Regions from separate parts of the Sus scrofa genome. Here all the other regions are linked to region 1. The links are chromatin contacts, called in public HiChIP or PLAC-seq maps. All regions are on one chromosome and are shown on one strand. Each heading gives the region's core, a stretch centred on a gene start, on an enhancer-like site or on the middle of the called end of the contact. The rest is flanking DNA. Distances are from core to core; before and after follow the strand shown. Region 1 holds the start of FBXO15 (F-box only protein 15). Region 2 holds the start of ZNF407 (zinc finger protein 407). Region 3 holds the start of CNDP2 (carnosine dipeptidase 2).

Evidence for each region. HiChIP or PLAC-seq counts read pairs in DNA pulled down with a chosen protein or histone mark.
Region 2: a contact with region 1 is called in an H3K27ac HiChIP or PLAC-seq map of alveolar macrophages. The contact joins the promoter of ZNF407 here to the promoter of FBXO15 in region 1. A contact is called at or near these places in 1 of 5 promoter capture datasets (liver) and 2 of 2 datasets of contacts at active chromatin or transcription factors (alveolar macrophages and skeletal muscle).
Region 3: a contact with region 1 is called in an H3K27ac HiChIP or PLAC-seq map of alveolar macrophages. The contact joins the promoter of CNDP2 here to the promoter of FBXO15 in region 1. A contact is called at or near these places in 2 of 5 promoter capture datasets (fetal liver and fetal skeletal muscle), 1 of 47 Hi-C or Micro-C datasets (fibroblasts) and 2 of 2 datasets of contacts at active chromatin or transcription factors (alveolar macrophages and skeletal muscle).

What each region holds. Positions count from the first base shown.
Region 1 is chr1:149,854,032-149,857,748 of Sscrofa11.1, forward strand. It overlaps FBXO15 (F-box only protein 15), which reads left to right and starts at 2,001. Exons shown (of 10, transcript XM_005659828.3): 1 at 2,001-2,637. The coding sequence starts at 2,510. TIMM21 (mitochondrial import inner membrane translocase subunit Tim21) reads right to left here and starts at 1,872. Exons shown (of 6, transcript XM_003353442.5): 1 at 1,242-1,872. The coding sequence starts at 1,539.
Region 2 is chr1:149,515,148-149,518,864 of Sscrofa11.1, forward strand. It overlaps ZNF407 (zinc finger protein 407), which reads right to left and starts at 2,137. Exons shown (of 9, transcript XM_021073780.1): 1 at 1,858-2,137.
Region 3 is chr1:149,582,470-149,586,186 of Sscrofa11.1, forward strand. It overlaps CNDP2 (carnosine dipeptidase 2), which reads right to left and starts at 1,850. Exons shown (of 12, transcript NM_001243707.1): 1 at 1,810-1,850.

The DNA of each region.
Region 1 (3,717 bases), core at 751-3,250:
AGAGAGCATGGTCTACCTTAAGTGAAGCAAAAATAACAGAACTGCCATGGAAAACTGTGTAGGAAATGATCAAAAGTCACAGAGAGTGGGTCTGCAAGAGAGGACAGAGGCAGAAACCCACCAGCTGACTGTCATGTAGAAGGGTCTGGAAACCACCGTTCACATTGTCACAGAACAAGCTGTCCTGAAAGCCATGGGGGCAGCTATGGTAGTGAAGCCAGGGGGAAGCAACCATCACAATGAATGGCTTGGTTTCTCGACCTGAGTCAGTCTTCAGACCTGGAATCCATTTACCCAAGGGAGGCCAACCTCTATCAGGGGGCACCTGAGTAACTATATATGATTCCCCTGGCCCTTCATCAGAGACCTATGCCATTAACTGCATGCTGGGAAAGGGGACTACCCAAACATTTCAAGGTCTGCCAGACAGAGTCTGAGCTGACATCAACCCTAAAGAGTCATTATGGTGGCAATGTGATAAAGAGCCTGGCCTGGAAGAGGTTCATAGCTGGGTCCACCGCCTTCTCTGATAGTCATTTCCCTGATTTCCAATGTAGAAATGGAATGGATATGCGTGGTAATTGGCAACAACAGGCCCTTCTTTACTTCCTTTGGAGGTGGGTTAAGAGCTACTATAATGGGAAAAATCCAATGGAAGCCTCTGAAACTGCCTCCCACTGACCAAGATAGTAAATCAAAAACAGTATCACATCTAAGAGAGAATGGCAGAGACAGTGTTATCAAAGACTAAAGACACAGGGGTGGTTGTTTTAAAAAGCACTGGCCTGGATATTAGAAAACTGAGGATAAGGAAGACTCACATTCAATTTTGAATTGTGTGAAATTGGGCAAATATGCTTCGTACATACTAATGAATACTAACGTCTGAAAGAGTAAATGTGAGACTCAAATGAGATGAAATAACATCTGGGAAATGTACTTATCTATTGTAAAGTATTAAACAACGGTTAAGTTTTACATAGTTCTTTCCACAAGTAAAAGTTGAGAAAAAATTTACAGACACAATTCAACTAAGTTTTATCAAAATCAACTTTCATATTTCAGTTCGAATTTGTGAAAAGACCTGTAGGCTCATATGCTCTAATTCTTAACTGTGTAATGGTTCTACCTTTTAATTTGTGTAAGCTGTTTATGCTCAGCACTGAACTTGTGTAGAAGGGCAGTAGCAGCTCTCGTCACGTTGGCTGAAAGACTGATAGTTACAGGGAATTCCTTTTTACCTTTCTGTGACGTTGAGACGGCAGTATCCCCGCCCTGACTTCTGTGCACAGACACTTGTTTGTCGCTGTCCTCTTTCGCTCTCTGCGTGCTCTGTCCTTGCGTCCAGATGGTCTTCTGGGTGACTCCCCAAATACACCTAGGTCGTACCGTCTTCTGCTCTTGCAGAGCCCACCTCAAACTGGGCACAGTCTTCAAGCAAGCTTTGTTAAGTACAAAGTGTGGCAAAAACAACTGCTTCCCCGAGAAGCTGTGCAGCTTTCCCGTGCACCGTACAGCTCGTAGTAAGGTACAAATCATGTTCACAGAAAGCCGCTCCGCTGAGGGAAGATGCCAGCTAAGATGAGCAAATCTTCACTACCAACTCCACACCCGGCCAGAGGCGGACTTAAGTCCGCATTCACATCGGTAGTTCTGCACTGCGTGTCCGGCAAAAAAAAAAAAACAAGGAGCATAAATCAAGACAAAAAGTCTCCGTAAAGGAGCTGACGTCCACTTTCCCTTCTCTCCGGCCCTCTTTTTACTTGAATTAATGTGCTTTCATTACTTTCTATGCTGACATTCACATTGTCCCCGCCAGGCCTTTGCAAAGTAACCTAGGAAGCCCCTAAGAATCCTGGGAATTGTAGTTTGAGGGCAGCACCCCTCACAGAGTTGCTGCAAGGGCAGTGGCCTTAGGCCTACATCTCCCACAGTCCAAGGCTGCCTCCCAAGCTCCTCTGCGTGGCCGCCTGCGCACACACCGCACGTACTGGGCGCGACAGAAAGGCGAGACCATGTTGGGACGGTGGGCGGGGCTCCCTGCTCTGCGTAGCACAAAACGCACCTAGGAAGGTCAAGTTAGCAATTAGAAACTGCAAGTTCTTACAACCCTCTAAAGAGGGCTATGTAAACTGGGAAGTTCTCGGTGTGACTGTGGCTATGCCTTTCCTTAAGGCCAAGTGTCACAGCCTTTGTATTTGTTTCTCCAAGGAAATCAGACAGGAAGCAGCCGCAAAGTGCCAGAGTCAGCAAGGGGGAGGGGCAAGGGCGTAGCCGCCGTAAAGTCCAGGCGATACACTTGCTAGGCGTCAGGACTTCCAGCAGTTGCTAGAAACCGGGCCCCATACGTTCCTAGAACCACTCCGAGTGGAAAGGCGGTGTGGTTCTTGACCCCGCCCCTCCGTTGCGTACGCACGTCGGGGCGTGCGCTGGCGTCGAGTGGGCGTGACCCTGGGCGGTGCGACGGTAGGAAGGAGGAGGGCGCTGCTGGTGCTCCAGCTGGGTCTCCATGGCGACTGGACGCGGCCGGCTCCTGCAGCAGTACTGGCTCGGCCTCCTGGCTCGGCGCCCGCGGATTGGCGGCGACTTCTGGGCCCCCGGGAGCGCGGGAGAAGCCGCCAGGAGCGCGGGGTTCAGGTGACTCTCGGGGGCCGCGGGCAGGGTACTGCCGGCGGGGGTGTGAGCCCAGGGAGTCCCCCGTAAGGGAAGTTTCTTACTCCCCCGCCTCCCTTTCCTTTGATTTTCATTGGTTCTGCCCCGCTGCTTTTAGCGCGAGAAATGTCTGGAAGGCCGGCGGGAAAAAGTTTCTAAAGCTTGGGAGCTTGGGGCTACCCCAAATAAATTCAAGTAGTGGAGCTTCTCGGGAATATTTTCCCCTCAGTTCATTAAGTTAATGGGCCCTGCCCGAAGCTGGGGCGTGTAAGCCCGAGACCCCGAGCAGCCCTCGGGAGAGGCGCAGCGTTGATGCGCTCCACCTGCGGAGGTAGGTGCGAGCGGCCCCCTCTACGGAACGTGTTCCCGAAGTTGCTTCCTTATTCTGGCACCAGGAATCACATTTTGTCTTTTTCTTGACTTTATATCCTAGAGAAGTAGAATATACTCTTAAAAATGTTTTTTCTCCTGAGCGCGGTTTGTGAATGGAAGGCTCAACCCCTAACCAGATAACTCTTTGTTAGGCAGGTTGGTCTGGGAGCTGCACTTCCGACCTCAAGGCCAGTCTGCTTTCCAAAGCAAACCTAGGAGGGTTGCTTTCTAGACAGACACCCGTTAGTGCTCAGCCCCTAGTCCTTTTCTGCCGTTTTCCTGCCCAGGCGCTAGGGCGGGGCGTATGGTATCAAGTTCTGGTGTCTGGGGGGCTCATCTCTGCTCCATTTCTTACGGAGTACCCTGGAATTGAAGAGTGCCCCTCTTCTACAATGAGAAAAGGCAGCTTTGAAGGGTGAGATGAGGAAGGAACAGGGGACAGGAGGAAGCAGTTGCTTTCCAAAAGGAACTTGGCAGCTTAACTCCAAGGTTAATGGCTTACTTCACAAAGTGAGAGACCCAGTTTGTCAAAAGCATCTGAATACTATTGTGATACCGTATTAAATCCCTCTTTTATCGTGAGCTGTTCTTAGCTCTGCACCCATCATTCCAGTTAGATTAGCAGGTGGAGGGTTAATGCTAAAGACCGTTTGCATTCTTTTTTTTTTTTTTGTCTTTTTAGGGCTGCACCTG
Region 2 (3,717 bases), core at 887-3,386, 340 kb before region 1:
CTCTTCTTAGAGGAACTTTGGGAGGGGTAAGGAGGATGGAGAATCAAATTAGAAAAGTCTGTTTTATAAGGGTTAGGAAGTTCTCTAATAAAACAAAATGAAGTAAAATGGATGTTGGGAAGATGTCCCATCAGTCAAGTGAATACCCACTGATCCTTGAGACCTCACTCAAGTACTATCCTGCAAGCTCTCATCACTCCCACCCCAGTCATGCTACCATATCTCCATTTTGGTACTCAGCAAAAGGCATTATAATTGTTCATGTATCTGTCTCTTCAACGGGCTCTTGAAATCACCTACAGCAATGTTACTCTTTCCTGCACCTCGGATGGTGTCTGGAATGAAGCAGGAACCAGTGTTTGTTGAAATGAAGCCACTGTGCCTTGGTGAACACCAGTGGAATTCTGTTCTATCTTGGAACTTTTATGTAAACCTGAAATTATTCCAAAATGCAGTTTTATTTAAAAAATAAAATAAAAAAGGAACCAGTATCAACTTCTACAGCATTAATCCCAACTACTGTATATGTCATCAAGAAGACATTAGCTACTAGAGAGCCTTGTATTAAATGTTTTTTGGTGGTGACAATAGGAGTTAGCAATTTCACATGTAGCAAACTTGAAGTAGAATGAATAACAAACATTTGAGATCTGAATCTGTAATTTAACTTTGTCCAAATTATTTAATCTGAGTCTCGGTTGGTGAAAAGGTGATAATTCCTACAAGACTGCAATGCTAAATGAAGTATACACAGTGTGTGTGTATATAGATATATATTACATATATTATATATATCAAATAAGCTTTATTAATGATGTTCCAATATACCTCGGTTGCCTTCCCTATTTGGTATTCCAACTGGACTAACACCTCCCTGAAAACAGGTGCACATCGTGACTAGTTCCACCTGCACAAACTTAAAATTTACCCCTCAATCACCATTACTTTACCTATAAAATAAAGAAATACTACATGCGTGTCCATGGATGCCAACCCGGCCAAGATGACCTATTCCAGAATTCCCCCCTTGAAAAATAAATGGGCTTTTCAAAACTCATTGCAACCGAAAGAGGTCAGCAGCTCCTGCCCACCTCCACCAGACTAAACTCCAGAGGCGGGCAAGCGTACACAGGACATGCCCGCTGGCTGGCAGGAGGTGGTAGCCACTGGGGCGAAACCCGCTGCTGCCAACAGCGGTGTGCGGCATCCTGGGATCTCCCTTTAACTGCTTATAGCGGCTGAACCCCAGCGGCCAGGACCCTCCCTTCCAGCCGCGCTGCGATCGGTCACCAGCGTTACAGACTGCCCGCCCGCGTCCTTAACGGAAGAAGGTGCGGGTGGCAGCGGCGAGCCCGCGAAGCTCCGGAGGCCCGGAGAGGGCGGTCGACTGAAGGAAACCACAGCCCAGACCGCCCAGGCCATTAAACCGACACCGCGGCAGCTCCGCGCTCGGGCGTGTACGGTTGGATCGGGGAAAGCCTGGCGGTGAGAAGCTCCCGACTGCAGGCAGGGGCGCGCGGAGTGCGCGGGATCGCAGCCTCCGCGCTGACAGCCGGCCCCGCGGGGAAACCGAGGCCCCGCGCAAGTCCGGGCGGCGGAGCCAGCAGCAGCGGGCGGGAGCGGAGGCCGGGCGGCGGGCGTGTGTCGGGTGAGTCTGGGCGGCGTCGGGAGGGACCGGCCAGCGGGGAGGGGCGGAGGCGGGGGGGAGGGGGGAGGAGGAAGAGCGAAGGGCCCTGGCGGGGCTCCCGGCGCCCAGCCGCCCGGGCCTGGGGCCTCAAGCCACCGCCTCCCGGCCCCGCGCTGACGCTGGACGGTCCCCGCCTCCAAACCCCCCGCCCCGGCCAGAGAATAACTTACCTGTTTGCCGACGGAATCGCTCCTGCTCACCCCTCTGACTGACTCCTCCGGCTCACCGTCTTCCCTCTGGGAGGAAGGGGAGGGACTTCCTGTCTCTCCGCTGAGCGACTTCCGGCGGTTCCGAGGACTTCTTCGCGGACAGAGCGGGGGACGCCATGACCGAAAACCAAGGTCTTGGCTCTGGCTTAGTAGAACCCACGCCTAGGTCCCTTTTTATCTCCCGACTGGCCGGCCGACCTGTGTGCCTGTTGTTTTTAGTCTATCAGCTCTTGGCGGAAGTCACTAGGCTGTGAAACAGGAAGTCCCGCCCCTCCCCAAGAGAGGAAAACGGAAAGCCGAAGAAGTCAACGTAAAGAAATGGAGACGCGCGTCAGGCTCGAAGGCTAGCGGTGTCTGACCTCGAGGGCCAAGTAGGGGTTGCAGGGGGTCCCGAAGAGGATTTCCCCCTGGACAGTGCACTCCTCCCTACCCTAAGCGTCCTCACTCCACCCCCTCGCACGTCCGCCTTAGAGGACCCCGAGGCCTTCGAGGGGCGGGCGGCCGGCTGCCCTCGGCCTTCGCCGGCCCGAGTGGTGCCTGGCGCCTCCGAGGCCCTCATCTACAGGAACCAGGTTTTTCTGCTATGCCAGGCGCGTGCGCAACTCCAGATTATGAAAAAAGTCTGTCGACTGACTCCAAAAAGGGGTCCTTGGTCGCAGGCCTTAGGGAGCCAGGAGCAGAGTCTGATACTAAGGGGAAGGAAAAAAAGCTGACTGGTTCACCAGTTTGGCAAGAAAAGCCGAAAATGCCTGGGTGTTTAAAACGTCCACGCATGGACCGTTTTTATAAACGTTAACGGTACAGCACAAAAATTGTTAGGAAGAAAGTAAGCCGCGACCTGAGGCGTATTAGTCAACGCCCTGACCTGCCCCTTACATGAGATCATTTGCGGACCTTGAGTTTCCAACCATTTCTTTGAAAACTCAAAATCTAGCAAGGAAGACCACACCTCGAAAAGTGCATTGACAAAGAGGTGTAGAGGAGCGGCATTATCCCACCCGGGATCAGATTGTGAAGATACAGCTTGCTGGGAAGTTTTGACTTTATCTTGTAGGTATAGGGAAATGTTTTAAATAATCAGATTTGTATAATTTTAAGTAAATGGAGTTTTTAAGTGATGACCTTATAATGATAGGCTTTCTAGACCAAACCTCTCAAGGACAGTTCCAGCTCACTTCCTTTTAAATCAGAATATTCCGGTGATGATAACACTTTTAATACTGTTTTATAGGGTAATTTTCATAGACATTATCTGGTCGAATTCTTACTGTAACCCACTAGGAAATTGCTGTTTAGAAGATCAAATAGCTATTCCAAGCTTACACCTCTAGTAAAAGTGGAACTTACCTTTAAACTTACAGTGTCAACCTTTTTCCAGCCTACCATGCACCTTTTTTTTTTTTTTGGTTTTGTCTTTTTGCCATTTCTTGGGCCACTCCCACAGCATATGGAGGTTCCCAGGCTAGGGATCGAATCGGAGCTGTAGCTGCCAGCCTACGCCAGAGCCACAGCAACGCAGGATCTGAGCCGCGTCTGCGACCTACACCACAGCTCACGGCAACGCCGGATCGTTAACCCACTGAGCAAGGGCAGGGATCAAACATGCAACCTCATGGTTCCTAGTCGGATTCGTTAACCACTGCGCCACGATGGGAACTCCCCATGCACCTTTTAATAGCTATTTCAACAGTGTTAGTCTTGTATGACAAGGTAATGAATTTCTCAACAATTAAAATAGCTAACACAATTTCCATTCGGAATAGGCATGATGTTGATCTTCAAGGGACTGGTTTTGCTACCTTTCTTACCTTGGGAATTTAT
Region 3 (3,717 bases), core at 600-3,099, 270 kb before region 1:
TACAGAGAATTTTCTTCTTGGTAGAGGATTCTGAAGTGACTTCTAAACAGAGGACAGACTTTGTCCACTGAGATAGTAAGCTTGGTAGCTGCTCAACAGATCAAGGATGTGCAGCTTGAGTTTAGTAAAGGCAATCCTCTTCCAACAACCACAACAGAGCATGAAACAGTTAAATATCTCCCTGCCAACTCAGATTGTTTCAGCCTTTTGGAAGACAAGGTTCATAAATGCATACACTGCATAGAAGTCAGATTTTCAATCATAAAGGAAAACCTATTTAGCAGAACAGTATGCTACACCAGATACTCTTCATTTGAGTTCCTGGTCATTACACAGCACAAATTCCATGCTCACTGTGATATATTCTCATTAGCATTATGCTTTTTGCAGCCCAGTTAACCAATCGCCTTCCAGCTAAAGTCAAATATATAGCTATCTAAGTTGAATCTTTAACCAAAGGAGAGTAAACAGAGACTGGATTATTCAGCTCTTCCTGCCACCTCACCAGGTGGAAAAACAACATCTCTGAACTGCTAACTGGGTCAGAGAGGTTAGGCCAGAGCCCCTTTCTCCCTCCCATGCACAGTTATTCCTGTTTCACCAACTGGCCAGTACCAAAGCCATTACAACGGACTACTTTTTTCTGGGGGGCTAAGGTGGGGGGACTTGCACCATGACATGCAGAAGCTCCCAGAATCCCCACCACAGCAATGACTTGAGCCACAGCAGTAACAACGCCAGATACTTAACCTGCTGAGCCAGGAGGGAACTCTAAATGGGGACCACTTTTATATGCCCTGGTGAACCCCATTTATTAGGGTAAAAGCATTGAGTTGGAGTGAACAAAAGCAAACCCTATTGTCTGGAAGTAAACACCAGCCTCACTCCCTTCTTGGAATCTAAGGTTCCTGGGGAGTAAAGTAACTTCAACACTGAAACTCCAGTGAGGGGAAGAAGGGCTGGTGGTACCACCTGGAACCACCCAGCAATCCCTACAAAGATTCTTTCAGTTCTGAGGCTCCATCCTGACCTCCTTAATTCAAGGCACATGCAAAAGTAAAGGGACTCTTGAATGAGGGCTTCAGCTCTGTGTAAAAACCACTGCAACAGGAGTAGGAACCTCTGATTTGCTCAATCTAGAACTTTAATCCCAAACATACAGTTCTACAAAATTATTCCTCACCACCCCTCCCTGCAAACACCAGGGATGACAAAGGCATAAATAAAATCTCCGCCGGGTCGCTGAGTCAGCACCAGGTTCCCGCGCGGGCGAGGGCGGGTCGGAGGCCCAAGGACTCAGGACAGGCCGACGCAGGACCAAGCATCACTCCCGGAGACTGCCTCAGGGCAGCCACGTGCAACCTCCCAGCCTTAAGTGAGGGTGGAGACCCTGACCCCGGGCCTCCGACCCTGAGCGCAGGCCGTCCTGCAACACCAACCTCAGGCCTCCGCCAAAGGTCTCTGCAGCCGAGAGACAGGCTTTAGTTTTCTGCGGGCCTCACTGTTGCGGAGGGCGGGGGTGGGGAGGGGTTGCTCACAGGCGGGTCAGTGTGCGTCCTCCCCGCCGCCGCCCCGGACCCCATTCTGACTGGAGCGGGCCGCATTCTGAGTGGACGCCCTCTTCTCCCGTCAGGGCCGGCCACAGGCCCCTCAGAGCTGGCCTGGTCCCTGGCCCGCCGCGCAGCGACCGGTCTCCCCTGCCTGCCGGGAGGCGGCCTGGACCCCACGCTCCCGGCCTCGGCCCTGCTCCCGCCGCCTGCAGGAACCTCCCTGTCCACAGGGACCTCCTTCCCCGGGAAGGCCGCTCACCAGCCAGCTGCTACAGCTCGGGTTCCGCACCACGTGTCTCGGTCACGCCCCCTGTGCGGGCCCGCCCCGCAGCCGCCCCATCCACCAATCCCAGACCTCGACCGGAGCACTGGCGTATCCCCGCCTCGCCGCCGTGCAGTCCGCCAATCCCGGACCTGGCCGGAAACTGCGCCGCCCCGCCCTCCGCTGTTCGGAGCGCGGCGCCGGCAGGAGGCGAGGCTGAGACCTGGGAGGCCAGGGCTTAAAAGCGCGAGCCCGGCGGCGATCTACTTTGGTCTTCCGCCTTTTGCCTCAACCGTGGGGTTGGAGAGGTAGTGTTTTGTGTGAAGTGGTCCGGGATTGAGGTGCCCACACCCCCCTACCCAGAGTCCCCATTCCCGCGGGTTCCTGAAGCATGTTTTCCTGGTCACACAGGTTTCCGTTTCACGTATCTTTGGCACTTTGTTCACCAAGCCTTCACCGTTACTAAGAGGAATTATTTTAGTATTTAGATCCAGTAATCCTAGGAATTAATGAAGAAAGTAGACCCACCATTTACTTATTGAGCGTCTACTATTTCTCCGAGGGTGTGATTATCTCCTTTAGAGCATCACCCAAAAAATTTGGGAAAGATTTTACCCTTCCCATATTCTATGTTGTTGTTGTAGTTTTAATGACAATTTTATAGTTGGAATGGATGTAGTTCCTCACATCCTGTAAATATTTTTAAATAAGATTACTTAAATTTTTACATGGTTTGTTTTTCCCTTGAAATTCTGTTTTCATCAATATCCGTTGCAGAATTTTTTTTAATTGCAGCATTTCATTTATAAATCATTAAATATCATTTATACTTGATACTATTAATGATACTGTTATACTTTTATACATTTGTACAATATGTATAAAAATTTAAATCAGTATTTACTTTCCTGTAACTAGAAAATTCTGTTAATTTTTTTCTCTTCTAGATTAAATTCTTATTACAATTATTAGTAGTACATGATTGATTAAAAACCACCTACATATATTATACACTTTTGTAAGTAATTTGAATTTATTGGACATATATCCTTCACTCAAATCTATTAGGCTTTAAAAAAATTAGTTCGGCTATCTATAAATGAGATTCTTGATGGAATGAGACTGAATTTGGTGAAAAACATGGCAAAAAGTGATTTAGAGTAAAATCTGTAACACATTACCTGTTTATTAAAATTTTACGGGTATGTGGTGGTACTAAATAAGAGCAAAGAGGAAGCTTGGGTACAAGTAAAAAGTGAATATGCCCACAACATTGTAAATCAATATACTTTAATAAAAGATAAAATTAAAACTGAATATGCATTTACAGTACCTAATAATCATTTGAGAAACGTTAATGAAAATATTTCTCCTGCAAATCTGAATAAAAGTTAAGAAAATGCAAATTTTTATCTTGATGTAGAACCCTTATATTTGAAAATATAATGTTAATTGTCAGCAGATGGAACTTTCTACCTCCTGCCCTTGAAAGAAAGCAAAATATGCAACAGACAGGTGGCCTTGAGTAAGGAGGCATTCTCTAATAGCATACTTTCAAATTGTATTTCAAATTGCCCTTTCGTTTGGAGAATTTTGGCTTTTAAAGAATTAGTACAGAACTTAGAACATGCCTGGCATTGAGTATCTTGATCTCTTCAGGCTGCTATGACAAAAATACCAAAAACTGAGTAGCTTATAAACAACAGAAATTTGTTTCTTCTGATCTGGAGGCTGGAAGTCCAAGATCAAGCTGCTACCAGATTCAGTGAGCTAGCTTCTCATAGATGGGGGTGGTCTTTTCAACATAAGCAGAAAGTTCTCTGGGGTCTCTTTTGTAAGGACACTAACCCCATTCATGAAGACTCTGTGAATAGATGTGAAATTTGGGCAGCTGGAATTGGTGAT